Linked DNA regions of Mus musculus: regions 1 and 3 are each linked to region 2. Evidence: chromatin contacts called from public HiChIP or PLAC-seq data. All regions are on one chromosome and are shown on one strand. The core of a region is the stretch at or near the end of the contact, and the rest is flanking DNA. Distances in the headings are between cores, read along the strand shown. Region 1 overlaps Fhl2 (four and a half LIM domains 2). Region 2 holds the start of Uxs1 (UDP-glucuronate decarboxylase 1). Region 3 overlaps LOC115487086 (a long non-coding RNA gene).

Region 1 (4,319 bases), core at 1,556-4,055, 700 kb before region 2:
CAAAAGAAATCCTTTCCTTCACATGTTGCTTTTAATCATGGTGTTTATCAGAGCAACGAAGAACAAACAAAAACAGGTAGACTGAATGAATGGGATTGGAAAGACCACTTCAAGAAACACTCCTATATATGACAGAATACTTGCACTCTCACCCCCTGCCACTGATTGGTACATGGTGAAAAATCAAAGGGCTTTAGTCTGGAGCCAGTAGTCTTTACCTTCAATATCTTCACCATACTCAATAGCTCAGCCCAAATACTAGTCTGTCAACCAGGCACATTTTGGGCTCTCACTTTGTCTAACTCTTTGGGGACTGTGCTACTCAGAATGTGTCCCCACCTAGCTGTGGTTTGTGGTTAGAAGAGTCTCGTTAAGATGACATGAATACTTCAAATACCAGGTCTGCTGTTGGGGCTGAAATGCACCATTCATTTTGTTCATGTGACTATAATAGACTCAGACCCAAGCAGAAACACTCAATGACATGCCAATGGTTCTGCATCACCAGGCTTAAGGGGAAGCCACCAGCTGTGTTCTGAGGATACACAGCAGAGGCAAAAATGCTTGTTGGGCTCAGAGCCTCAAGATATTAACAACACTCTTATGCTAACACTCTAGACGTCCATGTTGTTCCAGGAAGCAGACAGTCTCTACCCTGGCAATGGCCTTCCCAGGACACTTACCACTAATGGGGTTGGTGCACCCAGCACATTTCTTAGCGTACAAGTCACAGAAGCAGGTCAGGCAGTATGGAAACTCATCCCGTGCTGTGAAGCGTTGCCCAGATAGCTGCTTCTTGCAGGCTGTGCACACAAAGCATTCCTTGTGCCAGGGCTGCTCCCGGTAAGTAACACCTCCTGTGGTGATAGGCTGGGGGAGACAAGTGTATGAGTCAGGGCTACCCCTGTTTCTGGTAAACATCTGTCACTGCTGTTGCCCATGAATGATGTAAGACACGAGCCCCACCCACAACAAATATGCAGTTTGTTAAAGTCGACATGGAGGGACCTGTGGCTCCAGCCACATATGTAGCAAAGGATGGCCTTGTCAGTCATCAGTGGGAGGAGAGGCCCTTGGTCCTGTGAGGGCTCTATGCTCCAGTGTAGGGGGATGGCAGGACCAGGAAGCGGGAGTGGGAGGGTTGGTGAGTGGGGGAGGGGATAGGGGGTTTTCGGAGTGGAAACCAGGAAAAGGGATAACATTTGAAATGTAAATAAAGAAATTATCTAATAAAAAGAAGAGAAGAGGAGAGGAGAGGAGAGGAGAGGAGAGGAGAGGAGAGGAGAGGAGAGGAGAGGAGAGAAGAGAAGAGAAGAGAAGAGAAGAGAAGAGAAGAGAAGAGAAGAGAAGAGAAGAGAAGAGAAGAGAAGAGAAGAGAAGAGAAGAGAAGAGAAGAGAAGAGAAGAGAAAAGAGAAAAGAAAAGGAACTTCATACCCCAGGCACCTCATGTTATCATCCATACCATTGCTACGGTTCCTGGCTTTCTCCCTAGTGATGTGGGGTCTTTAGGTTTCACAGTAGTGCAGGGGAACAGAAGGAATGAGTGCCATGGGGCATTGTCACCATCCCAGATAGGAAGGTAGCACAGTGGTCAGAGATAACATTGAAGGCATCGACTGCTACTTCTGAGCAGCCCTGAGATCCTGTAGCTAGAGACCTCAGTACCTCAGTTCTGTCTACAAAGTCGGAGTGATGAAGAGAAAAGGATGAATCTCTGTGGAAGCCTTCCTTCAAATCCCAGCAACTGATGGCCTCTCCAGCTCTACTCTCATGCTCAGCCTGTACAGTAACTAGAGAGGCAGAAAGGCAGAGGCTTTCTGGAACCTGCATCTGCTGGCGTGGGACCCTGAAGGCCTTTATCCTCGCCCTATCTTAAGTCATAGGAGGTTTCTGAAGAAGCTTCAAGGTGATAAACAGCTTGCCATACCTCAACTGCATCCAGTAACCTCCAAATATTGCTCTCCATATGAGTTTAAATCATGGTGGAGAGTAGAATCAGAAGTCAGGGGAGGCTAAGTGAGCCTCACCTCGACGTGCAGTGGCCACAGAAGATAGGCCCTGCCCCAGTGCTCTTTACCTTATGAACAGTATGGCAGCATTTGGCCATTTCTGAAGTCCCTGCATGAAGCTTGTGTGGCAAGATGCTATTTTTAGGCTGTAGATGAAGCAACTGAGTCCCAGATATTGTCCAAGAATTAAGTCAGAATCAGTTAATGACAAGGCAAGAAGGAGAATTAAGACTCCCTTCTGTCCAGTGCTCTTGTCATTAAACCACACATGAGAAATCATTTGCCCTGCCCCAGAAATGGAATTTATGAAAAAATATTCTGGGTCTCCATGTTCTGGGAGATAGAGGAAGCATGTATATATAAGGTGATGCTTGCTCTGTCTTGAGTTTCCTCTGGTCCTCCCTATGTGTTCTGGATCTAGTACCCTTCACACCCTTCTCCGCTCTTCTGTCTCCTATACCCTATGCTCCCCCACTTCCTCCCTCCCCTCCCCCCTCTCCCTTCCCCTCTCCCCTCCTTCCCATCCCCCTCCCCCTCCCCTTTCCTTTTCCCCTTCCTTCCCCTCCCTCACTTCCTCCCCTCCCCCACTTACTCCACTTCCCTTACTCCTCTCCCCTTCCCTTCCTCCCCTTCCCCCTTCTTACTCTTCCCCTTCCTCCACCTTTCTTTCCCCCCTTCCCCCTTCCTCTCCCTTCCTGCCCCTTCCTCCTCTTAACCCTTCTACCTCACATCTTTTATTCACTCCCCCAAGACTCCTCCTCTCTTCATACTTTCCACTTCCTCCCACTCCCTCCACATCTCCTCACACCCTCCTCCACCCCTCTTCACACCACAGCAGCTGGCTCAGCTTCACTTCATCTTAAGCATGGCTTTCTTGGAGATTTCTTTCCTCAATACCCCCAACCTCCACCCTCCACCCTCCACCCCACCTTAGCTGGTTCTTCTTGTTATCTACTCTGTGACCAATCTGTCCTGTCTCACAGCACATGTATCAGGACACCCTGCTGGCTGCAGAATCATTTCCACGAGGATTAAAATCCATCCTTTGAATGTCCCGCCCGTCCTCAGACCCCTCGTGCCATAGGGTGTCTTTCCTTGCCTGAGGATGGACATGCCCAGCTTGAAAGCCCTGAGTGTATTTAGGGAGCACATATACAAAGGCATGCACCCACAAGACTGTGCCTGCTGCACTTTTGCAGCTAAAAGGACCATATGGATGAGCAGATGACAGGAGGAGTGACTTAAAGGAGCCACAGGGACTGCTATCATAGTGTTGCCATGTGGAGTCTGTAGGGGTGCCTGCAGGTTTGTAGCCCTGGCAGTGGAGCTGATCTACAGGTCAACAACCACTAAACGGTGCTCAGGTTTCTGTTGTGCATATGCACAAATAAATAGACTCTATGGCCATCAAACATACACGAGTGAACACAGCATTCAGGATGTGCTCCCTGCCTTGCTTACAGAGTTCATTATGGGTGAACCCAATGAGAGCTTCCCCTACCACATCAAGATGAGCCTTGCTGGAAGGGACCAAACTGTTTCCAAGCCAGAAGTGGTGGCTGAACAGCAGAAAGAGATCCCAGAAGAGACAAGTGCAGGGGGTAAGCAAAAAACTGCCACAGATGTGGTGGAGGGCAGGGCAGCAGGGGAGTGAGGAGAGCGGAGGGCATAGGAGGGCAAGGAAGTGAGGGAGGGAAAGGGTTTAACAGGCCGGTATAGGTCCTAATGGGTACTGAAGTCCTGGAAGTGTCACCATCCATGGAGAGGTATGTGGGAGGGTGTGGCAGAGCTCCTCTCTGGTTCTTATTTATTCCAGATCAGCTTAGCAGAGACAGGCTAAGGATAAAGAGTTTCCCTTCCCTCCAACATCAGATAATAACATTTGGAAATGTTCTTGAAGGCATGATAAAGACCAGATCACAGACCCAATAGATCAACACACAGACACCCAAGAGAACAGATGCGCAAGGCAGGAATGGGCAAGCTCTCGTAGCATAGAGATGTGACAGGCATCCCTTCATGACAGCTGGGCCAAGGATGGAAGCTGAGAAGGACAAGAGGCCCCAAGGGATCCCGAGCACCTTTTTGCACTGCACGCACTGCAGGGCATACTGCTTCTCATAGCAGGGCACGCAGAAGTTCTGATTCTCCTTAGGTATGAAGCTCTTGGTTCCAATGGGCTGCTGGCAGCGCTGACAGGTGAAGCAGGTCTCGTGCCAGCTGCTGCCCTTGTATTCCATCTTGCGGGTACCTGTGGTCAGAGGCGAGAGAAATCAGCGGGTGCCATTAGACTGGCTGGAGTCCCAGTA
Region 2 (4,257 bases), core at 1,099-3,598:
GGACCTCCGCAAGTGCTGCTCTTTCTGGAGCATTCTCTCCTGTTAACCCCTACATATCCTTCATTCTCAGCTCACATCCTGGCTTCTCAGGGAATCCAACACACTTGATTTCTAACCCATCCCCTCCCACCACATCAGTTTGTAAACTTAACCTTTTTTTGACATGAGTACTGGACTCAGGACCTTCTCTTTCCAAGCAAATGGTTCTCAAAGCGCTGTCTCCCTCAGAAGGACTTCTGGGTTGCTGAGACTCTGAAGCCACCCCAGACTACAGAGTGAAACAAATATAAATAAAAGACAAACAAGAAACTACTCGATAAACCAAGCTATTGAAAATGGAAATTATCAGGCCACATCCCAGAACCGCTGAACACAGAACAAACTGTTTTAAAACCCTACTGGATGACTCTGATGCACTCAAGAGTGTGCTGAACTACTGGGTCTATGTTCTGTACCATCAAGGCAAAACCCTGATGTTTCTGCACTTCATGCTGTGCCCTGTTACCACTGTCTACAACTGACAATGTTAACAACTGAGAGAAACATGATGGTCAAATGAAAACTCTTGCTATAGCTTCATAAATTCCCTATTATCAATTCTAAACACCTATGCCTCACTTCGGTATCCCTCCCTAAGTAAATCAGCCCTGAAATTGCTATCCAGAGACCTGACTTCTAGACCCAGATCACTGCCTTTCGGGCTGGAATGAATCTTGGCCCTCTAAGATTGATAAAGGTGCTAATCCCTCATGCTTTTAATTTTCTCACCCATAAAACACTATTACTATTCATATTTACCTGTATTACCCCTGGCAGGATAAGGATCATACCTATACATACAGTTAAGCACTCAGCTAACTTAGGCATTACTAATAAAACAGTAATAATTACTCAGCTGTAAGGGGTCTTTTTCTTGAATAATCATCTTCTTCAATACAGACCACACTTGAAGTTAATTCTTCCTTCCTTGCTGAAACCAATCAAATCTACCAAGCCACCCAGATCTAAAACTTCTCCTAGCAACCAGAAGCCTTTCCAGAGCTTCCTGGCTGCTGCTGCTGCTGCTGCTGCTGCTGCTGCTGCTGCTGCTCCTCCTCCTCCTGCTCCTCCTCCTCCTCCTCCTCCTCCTCCTCCTCCTCCTCCTCCTCCTCCTCCTCTTGCAACAGCTGAGCTGTAGCAGCCAGTCTGCATCCTACTAACACCATCATCCCATCAGTTGAACCCACGTTCCAAAGTACCTACTCACCTGGGAATCAGACCCTGGAAACTCAATCACTTAGCAGTTTTCATTCGAGTATGTTTGCCTGGGTGGCCAGGATTCAGAAGGAGCTCACTCACTCTGAGAGCTATTTTTAGCCCAATTTTGGTACTTGGTAAAGTAGTAATAGCTGTTATATCCAGTTGCACAGAGCAAAAACAAACAAACAAACACCAAAAAACTAGACTTTGCCTTCTCTGAGAAGCTGAGGGCCCCTCAAGATAAACAGGCTAAGGATCCAATTGACACCCGCCCCGCCTGCCCCCTATGCTGTGCCTCCTTCCGCGACACGCTGGAGGAGTACCTGGTGGCGCGGGAGGAGAGTGGGGAGCGGGGAGTGTGAGACAGGATATCAGAGCATGGCCACACAGGGCATCCACGGAGAATGGCAACACTCAGCTGCTGAGTAATTTTCCTGCGGAGCAAACAGTCGGAGCAGGGACCCTGCCAATAGCTATAATATTTTTATCCTACTTAACCAGCACCGTCCCCAAGGATGTCCCCGCGCCGCACTCTCCAGGTTCACCCTAACCCTAACCCTGGGTGCTGTGGACAGCACAGCACAGCGGTTCGGGTCAGTACGAGCTGGCGGGCGCTGCGAGGTTGGCCGAGTCCGCAGTGTCTACAGCTCGGGGAACGTGTCCACCGCGTCCCGGGCAAAGGCCCCAACACCGGCCACCGGTCCGACGCCGGGCCTACGCGGAAGCGGGCAGCAAGCAAAGCGGCCAGCGGCTCCACAGCACAAGTTCAGCCTCGTGGAAGCTGTGAACCGGTCCCCGGCCCTGAACAGCCTGCTGCTCGGCCGCAGCGCCCGCTCCCCGCCGCGCGGGAATGAATGGGCTCCCGCCCACCGCGCACGCACTCACAGGCGGCGTAGGCGAACAGCGCGATGCCGAGCAGAAGCTTCATCCTCCTGCGGTTGACTGAAGAGACAAGGCGCAACAGCCCCTTGCTCACCATGCCCGGGAACCGCTCGGGTCCGGGGCCTGCCGCGCCGGCCAGCCGCAGCACAATGCGCGGCGGCCCGAGCCCCGCCCCCGTGCACCAGCCCCACCCCCGCGCGCCCGGCTTCCTGCCGGCTAAACCACTGCGCTCGCGCGGCTGGGTCCCGGCCTCCGGCTCCGCCCACAGCCGTGCCCCGCCCTCATCCTCCTTTTCCCCGCAAGCGCAGTGTAATCCCTGAGTTTTCAGGATGGTGTCAATCAACCAGGGATGGGTGGGCACAGTGGGTGGCTCGGAGCGCGCATGCGCAGCCCAGTGTGCTTGCCCCCTTTTCGCTGCTGGGGTAGCGTTCGACGTTTGGCGCGGATCTCGGAAGTTCGCCTGCAACTTGCAGGGCGCTTGCGCGTTCTTAGTCCTACACGGCCGGCTGGGCTGTGGCCTCGCGCTGTTGGAGATGAAGAACTGGTTTGCTGTAATTGGTGTGTCTTGACAGTGAACAGTTGAGTTTCTATGAGTGCGGGGCTAGTAAGTTGCCTTCTTAGCTGTTCTTTTTGCAAGGCAGGAAAGTGATAAATCCCAAACGCGCCGGTGAATCGACAACACTTCTCTTCATTTTCTTTATTTTAAAGATGAAGGGTATATTATCATGAAGAGGTTGTTAATCGTTGGAATTTAGGACAAACCACACTGCAGTGGGAACAGCAGAAATGAGCAGGGATCATTTCTGGTACAAAGTGTATGGGAATAATTTCAGAACAACAGACACTTTGCCTGATCATAGTTACCAAAAGCGAGACAGAATGCTCTGGTTATGTCTTCTCCTTAAGCATAGCACAATGAGATCTGAGGTACTTTTCCTCTCAGATGTTTGAATATTAATGAGACTCAGTGTTGGCAGACAGTTTCACATTCATAACAACCCTGATAAAAGATAGAAACATGAGGGCTGCTTGAAGACCTATGAAGAAAGGGTTGCCATCTTCAGATTGTATGAGTGTACTGTAATGTTGGGATGTCTGCATGGTTAAGGAGGGAAGAACATAGACCGGAGACTGTGACTCTGGATTTTCATGTCTCCATCTGTAAGTCATTTCCAATTCAGGAATTTTCTGGTGAGTTTTAAGAACTAAAAACTATCCATTGAAAGGACAATTTAGAGCAAAAGCTCCACATCCTATCAAATAGGCAGACTCTTGTCAAAAGTAACTACATTAATAGTGTAGAACACAGAGGTTCCTAAAAGTGACCCATAAAACTTTGCTTTGAGCAATAGTGATAGGAAATGGTGAATTAATCAGTTGATTTTGGACTGTATCACCCAGTACTGTATTGTACCTGTCAAGCTATATCCTAAGGGAATGCATACAAAGAGTCTTCAGAAACACATGTTCTGCTAGGCCTTAGGGTATTTGATAGAATCAGAAAAGTCCTCTTTCCTTAAGATACCTTCCATCCATCTGTCAGGAAATTGTCATAATAAATGCATACCCTTTTGTCTGTAACATTGTACAGATCTATGGTGTATATCTTAAGTGCATCCAGGAAAGGAAATGGAGTTGAATGATATTCCCTGTGCACTAGGGGCTGTGGAGCTGGGTAGGTATATCTGCTCTGATGGGGTTTTCTGGAGTGCAACTGGATTATAATTACTACGAGAGCTCCAAAGAAGCAAGCTGCTGAAACATGAAAAACCTCCATAAAATAGTCTCTCTCCTCATGTTCTTCCCTGTTTGTCTCCATTGACAAAGACACATAGTCAAGGGCATAGACAGGGGAAGGAGATGGTACTGAACTGAGTCAAATGGAGGGAGGGAATCACCATACAACTATACAGCTTATAACATAGTAAGAAACATCAAGTCATATATAAAAGAGAGCATGTGGGAAGAACAGCAGATTGTTCATTTTAAGGTGATAATTTTGAAAGACAACATGTATGTGGACACATACAAGAGTAGGTACTTTACTATCATACTTCCTGTGCTTGCAGGTGACCAGCATAAGGCAAAGGAAGAGTTAATGATGTGGTGGCAGAATCTGCTTTAGAAGGTGGTGTG
Region 3 (4,644 bases), core at 1,043-3,542, 520 kb before region 2:
TCTAAGCCTTCCTTCTCCTCTCAACAGATCACAACTGACACCTCCTCTTCCTGGCCTTGGCCTACTTTTTTTTTCCCAATGACATTTGAAGCCAGGTTTAATGCTAAGCAGTGCCCAAGTAAAAACACAGATAAGGGCAGGTGGCCTTCTTCCCTCAGAGACCCACAACTGCCTGTCGCTTCCTGTGGGGGAGGAGCTGAATGGTTGCAACTCCTTCAAGGATCACGCTTCTGGAACCCCACTGTATGACACTGTATGACGTCTATGGGCCGTGTCCCTCTCTGCTCAGGTATGGGCAGTTCAGGGGATCCCTTTGCTGTGCTTGAGCCCATCCTCATATCCATATGGTACCCTATGAAGGCTGCATTGGGGGCCAAACATACACGTTCTCACAAGGTGGGATTTGAATATAATCACCTTGATTATGTACAGGGAGTTCCTTTGGCAGATTTTGAGATTTACCTGTTGATGGGGGATACCTAAAATCTAGTCAGGAGAATTAAGTTTTGAGAAAGCGTATTCATATTTGAGGAGAGCTGTTTGGTCCATTGGTGAAAAGCCATCAAAGTATGTATAAATAGTCCACGCAAGCATCCACTGGGCAGCATAAAGGGGCCTACGGTGAATCCTGGGAAGCTCAGAGGTGATCGGGGTTAATGCACATCCCCCAGAAAACAGAAATTTTGTTTCCAGGATGAGCTGGCTAGAAGATGGAGCAAAGCTGGGAACAGAAATTGTACCTGTCTCTTGGGATGTCAGGCCCATGCCGGGCAGGATCTGATACCTTCAAACCCCTCATTATAACTGAACGGAAGAATATGGACGCGCTTTCTTGCTACCCAAGTTTTTCCTTCTGTTGCTGCAGTTGGCATTCTGTTAAGTCTCCATTGGAAGGCTCTCGGTGTAGTGATGAGAGTGTTTTCCAACGCTGTGATTTGCCTGGAAATGGAAAGAGGAAAAGCCTGGTAGAAAAGAAGTCCTGTGGGATCGCTCAGGATTTGCTTGTTCCTCTACTATGCTGCCTTTCAGTGATTGCCGAAGACTTCATTTTTACTTCCTACAAGTGGCAACTTTATCCACAAGTATGAAACATTGCACTCTTCCATCAAGAACATCCATCGCTTTTGTACACACACACACACACACACACACACACTCACACATATGCATGCATGAATACCCTACGCATGCATGCATACGTCCATCAGTCTCCCGAGAAAGATCAGCAGACAAGCAGCAGGCCCCCTCCAAGTGTGAGGACAGGGTTAAACCTGTCTGCAGATTTCTCAGCTCACTTTTACTTAGGGGCAAAGTCAGGCTCCAGCCCCAGAAATCATCCTCCCCCTCCTTTCCACCTCTTTCTTTCCCTAGGGTATAGTGGAGCCTGGAAGCCCAAGCCTGCCTCCTTGTGATTGGAGCATCAAACAGACAAAAAATGCTGAAGCTGATTGCTGCAGCCCAGTTGTGTCCACCAAGGAGATGGTACCTCGGAGAAGGAAAGGAGTCCTGAGAAATCTGTCCTCCTGGATGGGCAATGCCAGTATCTCTGGGTGGGCATAAGTAGATTTTTAATTAATAAAAAATGAAAGTGTGAGTTTGGCTGCTTCACTTCTCTCTCTGCCTCCCACCTCACATCGCTCGGTATTATATTACATCATGCAATAAGCAAGCACAGAGACTGTCTCTAGATAAAGCCCCACCTCTACCCCCACACCAGACTTCCCACTTCCTGAACTACGAGCAGTAATTGTTTTCCTTTATTAATTACTAAGCTAGTAGGAGTCTGTTTCAGCAACACAGAGCAGACTAAAATGGTGATGTAATCTCAGCAAAAGGTCTGCTCTTCCCTGGAGTAAGCGGGTAGAGGGTGATGGTCTAGGAAAGCACAGAGACCCTGCCACGTTTCACTGAATGAGTCCGAGGAATCACGATGGCCAGGCAAAGGTCTTGCTCTTATAGTTCATACTTGACTTCAGACTCCCTCTAAACACTCCCATTTGCACTCACCAAGACCACCAAAGGGGATCATGCAGTGCTAGACAGGCCAGTGTTTCCCAAAAGGCTAACAGAAACACAGATGCTGGCTCAGCTGGAGTGTTCCACTCAGTAAGTCTAAGGCATGGCCTCACGGTGTACCTCTAACATCCTCTATAACATCGATGCTTGACGTTCAGGAGCTCTACTTGGAGGCTGAAGGGGGTGAGCAGGCGGTGACAAGAGTAGGCAAGCCAAGGTCGTCCTCCTGGGCCATGCTAACTCGTTCAATGACAGAGACTCACTGGAGTCTCTCTTCCACTTAGCCAACTTCCTGCTTGACTCATCTATGACACAGATTCTATGCCAAGACCTGTCCACGGTTTGAGATTCACTATGCTTGAAAACTAACCAGTGTTCCCTCACTTTCAGTTTCCAAGGTCTCAAGTCCCACAGGGCATCGCAAGGGGACTAGCTGACATCCACCCCACCAGTGGGTCATTTTGTTACGATCAGAGGAGTGGTTTCTGGTGATAGTAGATCACTTGGGCTTTGCCCCCAGAGAGGCAACTCTTTATTTCACTGAGAGTAACTACAACAAAATTCAAATTAAAACAAAAAAACCTCTTTCATTCCAGGGTAGATATTATCTCCATACATGAAAGCTATTTGCCATATAAGCCATATTTAAAAATAAAGACTGGAGCAAATGCATAGAATTCCTCTACTGTCCTGTCAAGATAACAGCCACTATGGTTATAAAGTTATACATGTTTAAAGACATATTCACATCTTGGAAGCTGGCACCATTACCTCAAATAGCTTATCCACCCCCTAGTACTGCTATAAGAAGGCACCACAAGCTTAGACTCTTAAACAAACAAACAAACAAACAAACAAACAAGCTTGTCATCTTGCAGTTCTAAAGGCTCTCTGTCTGACCTCAAAGTGTTGATGGACTATGCTTCTGTCAGAGTACCTACAGGGGTAAGGGGTTCCTTTCTTTCTTTTTCTGATGTCTTATAGTTCCTAAGTTCTCTGGCTTTTTAGAGGCATTGCTCCAGTCTGTTTCTGTCTTCATATGGCATGCACCCAGGTGCCTGCACCTTCCCATGGCAGTGTGTTGACGACACCAGCCTGATTGATTCAGGAGTCATTTGCTCCAGTATGAGCCTCTTCTTGTCAAACAGACAAACCAACAAACAAAACAGCAACAAGATCCCCATGAAATGATTCTCTTTCCAAACAAGGCTGCATTCTGAGGTGCTGGGGGTTTGAAGGCCAACTCATTTTCAAGGGACCTGCAATAGAATACCTGACAAAACGCCATGACAGCTGCTAATCAATAGGTCTTCAAATGAGAGGATTATGAGGGATTACCTCGCTTGCCATCACAAGGTCCTTAAAAGTTAGAAGACGGAAGCCGGGCAGTGGTGGTGCACACCTTTAATCCCAGCACTTGGGAGGCAGAGTCAGTGGAATTCTGAGTTTGCGGCCAGCCTGGTCTACAAAGTGAGTTCCAGGACAGCCAAGGCTACACAGAGAAACCCTGTCTCGGGGGGGGGGGGGAGTAGAAAAGGGAAACTGGGAGTGAGTCAGAGTGAGACAATGTCAGGATACTACCCAACATTGCTGGTTTTGAAGAGGAGGAAGATCCATAAGCCAAGGACCATGGGCAGTCCCCAGGAAAAATAGACAACAGATTCTTCTCTCTCCTCTGAAAGGGACACACTTTTACCTGGACCTTGGCTTTAGCCCCATGATACCTCTGTGGAACTTCTAACCCACAGACACACAGGCACATTTGTGTTATCTTAAGCCACTGTGTTTATTACTTTTCTCAAGGTTGTGACAAAATTCCAGGCAGCAGTGGCTTCAGCAGGCTAAGTTTGTTATTCCAGCTCATGGTTTCAAGTGACATCAAGGCTCTAATGGTGGGAGAGCCTAGTGGCAAGAGCAGGGCCTGTCCATGGCAGTGGGGGCTTGTAGTACAGCTTGCTCCCTCCTTGGCAGATCAGAAGCAAGATCTGGGGCTAAAACTGGAATCAGATATCAACACAAAGCTCACTGTCAATGACTCAATTCTGCTGCCTAGGCTACAGAATGGAAGGCTCCACAGCCTCCCAAAACAGTGCCACCAGCTGGAGACCAAATATTCAAACACCCGAGCCTATGTGGGAGATCTCACATTGAAACCATAATTACTACTTGATGGTAATTTGTCACAGCAGCCCTGGAAACGCTAACAGAACCACAGGGCTCAGCCTAGTTCAGGGAACACCATTTCATTGACACATTACCCTTTTATTTCCCCTCAATACATAGATTAGTGTATTTCACACGGGCATCCTTTGCTGGCCCTAAGTCCAAGATCCTGTTTGTAACTGTTTCTGAATTTCAGAAAAAGAAAAAAGAACTCAGGAGGCCAACTTCTCTTCATCATCTTTGTTCTATCTCCAAGTGACTGAGCAGGACACCCACTCTGTATTAGGTCTGCTTTGTGTTTCTCTCTCTCTCACTCTCTCTCTCTCTCTCTCTCTCTCTCTCTCTCTCTCTCTCTCTCTCTCTCTCTCTCTCTGTGTGTGTGTCTGTGTGTGTGTGTGTGTAGAGACAAGAAGAGGTTAGCTCCCTGGATCTACAGTCATAGGTGGCTGTGTCACTTGAAGCTGG

What was found. HiChIP or PLAC-seq counts read pairs in DNA pulled down with a chosen protein or histone mark.
Region 1: an H3K27ac HiChIP or PLAC-seq map of T-cell acute lymphoblastic leukemia shows a contact between it and region 2, with 4 times the contacts expected there. The contact joins the enhancer-like site here to the promoter of Uxs1 in region 2. A contact is called at or near these places in 3 of 39 promoter capture datasets (the 3T3-L1 cell line, embryonic stem cells and liver), 1 of 484 Hi-C or Micro-C datasets (cortical neurons), 8 of 115 datasets of contacts at active chromatin or transcription factors (T-cell acute lymphoblastic leukemia, astrocytes, bone marrow-derived macrophages and 5 more) and 1 of 9 other capture datasets (embryonic stem cells).
Region 3: an H3K27ac HiChIP or PLAC-seq map of embryonic stem cells shows a contact between it and region 2, with 5 read pairs. The contact joins the enhancer-like site here to the promoter of Uxs1 in region 2. A contact is called at or near these places in 8 of 39 promoter capture datasets (the 3T3-L1 cell line, cranial neural crest, embryonic stem cells and 3 more), 1 of 484 Hi-C or Micro-C datasets (cranial neural crest) and 5 of 115 datasets of contacts at active chromatin or transcription factors (astrocytes, embryonic stem cells, pro-B cells and 1 more).

What each region holds. Positions count from the first base shown.
Region 1 is chr1:43,127,561-43,131,879 of GRCm38.p6, forward strand. Fhl2 (four and a half LIM domains 2) reads right to left here. Exons shown (of 6, transcript NM_010212.4): 4 at 4,092-4,261; 5 at 684-870. Among named protein-coding and RNA genes, the nearest start is that of AI597479, 31 kb to the left of the region's middle. Within about 2 kb of position 2,806, at least 22 of the 459 cell types and tissues checked have an H3K27ac peak or open chromatin away from gene starts, as enhancers often do. A contact at or near this core is called in T-cell acute lymphoblastic leukemia, where this site is marked.
Region 2 is chr1:43,825,491-43,829,747 of GRCm38.p6, forward strand. Uxs1 (UDP-glucuronate decarboxylase 1) reads right to left here and starts at 2,349. Exons shown (of 15, transcript NM_026430.4): 1 at 2,125-2,349. The coding sequence starts at 2,218.
Region 3 is chr1:43,300,674-43,305,317 of GRCm38.p6, forward strand. LOC115487086 (a long non-coding RNA gene) reads right to left here. Exons shown (of 3, transcript XR_003947810.1): 2 at 741-939. Among named protein-coding and RNA genes, the nearest start is that of Gm29040, 42 kb to the left of the region's middle. Within about 2 kb of position 2,293, at least 32 of the 459 cell types and tissues checked have an H3K27ac peak or open chromatin away from gene starts, as enhancers often do.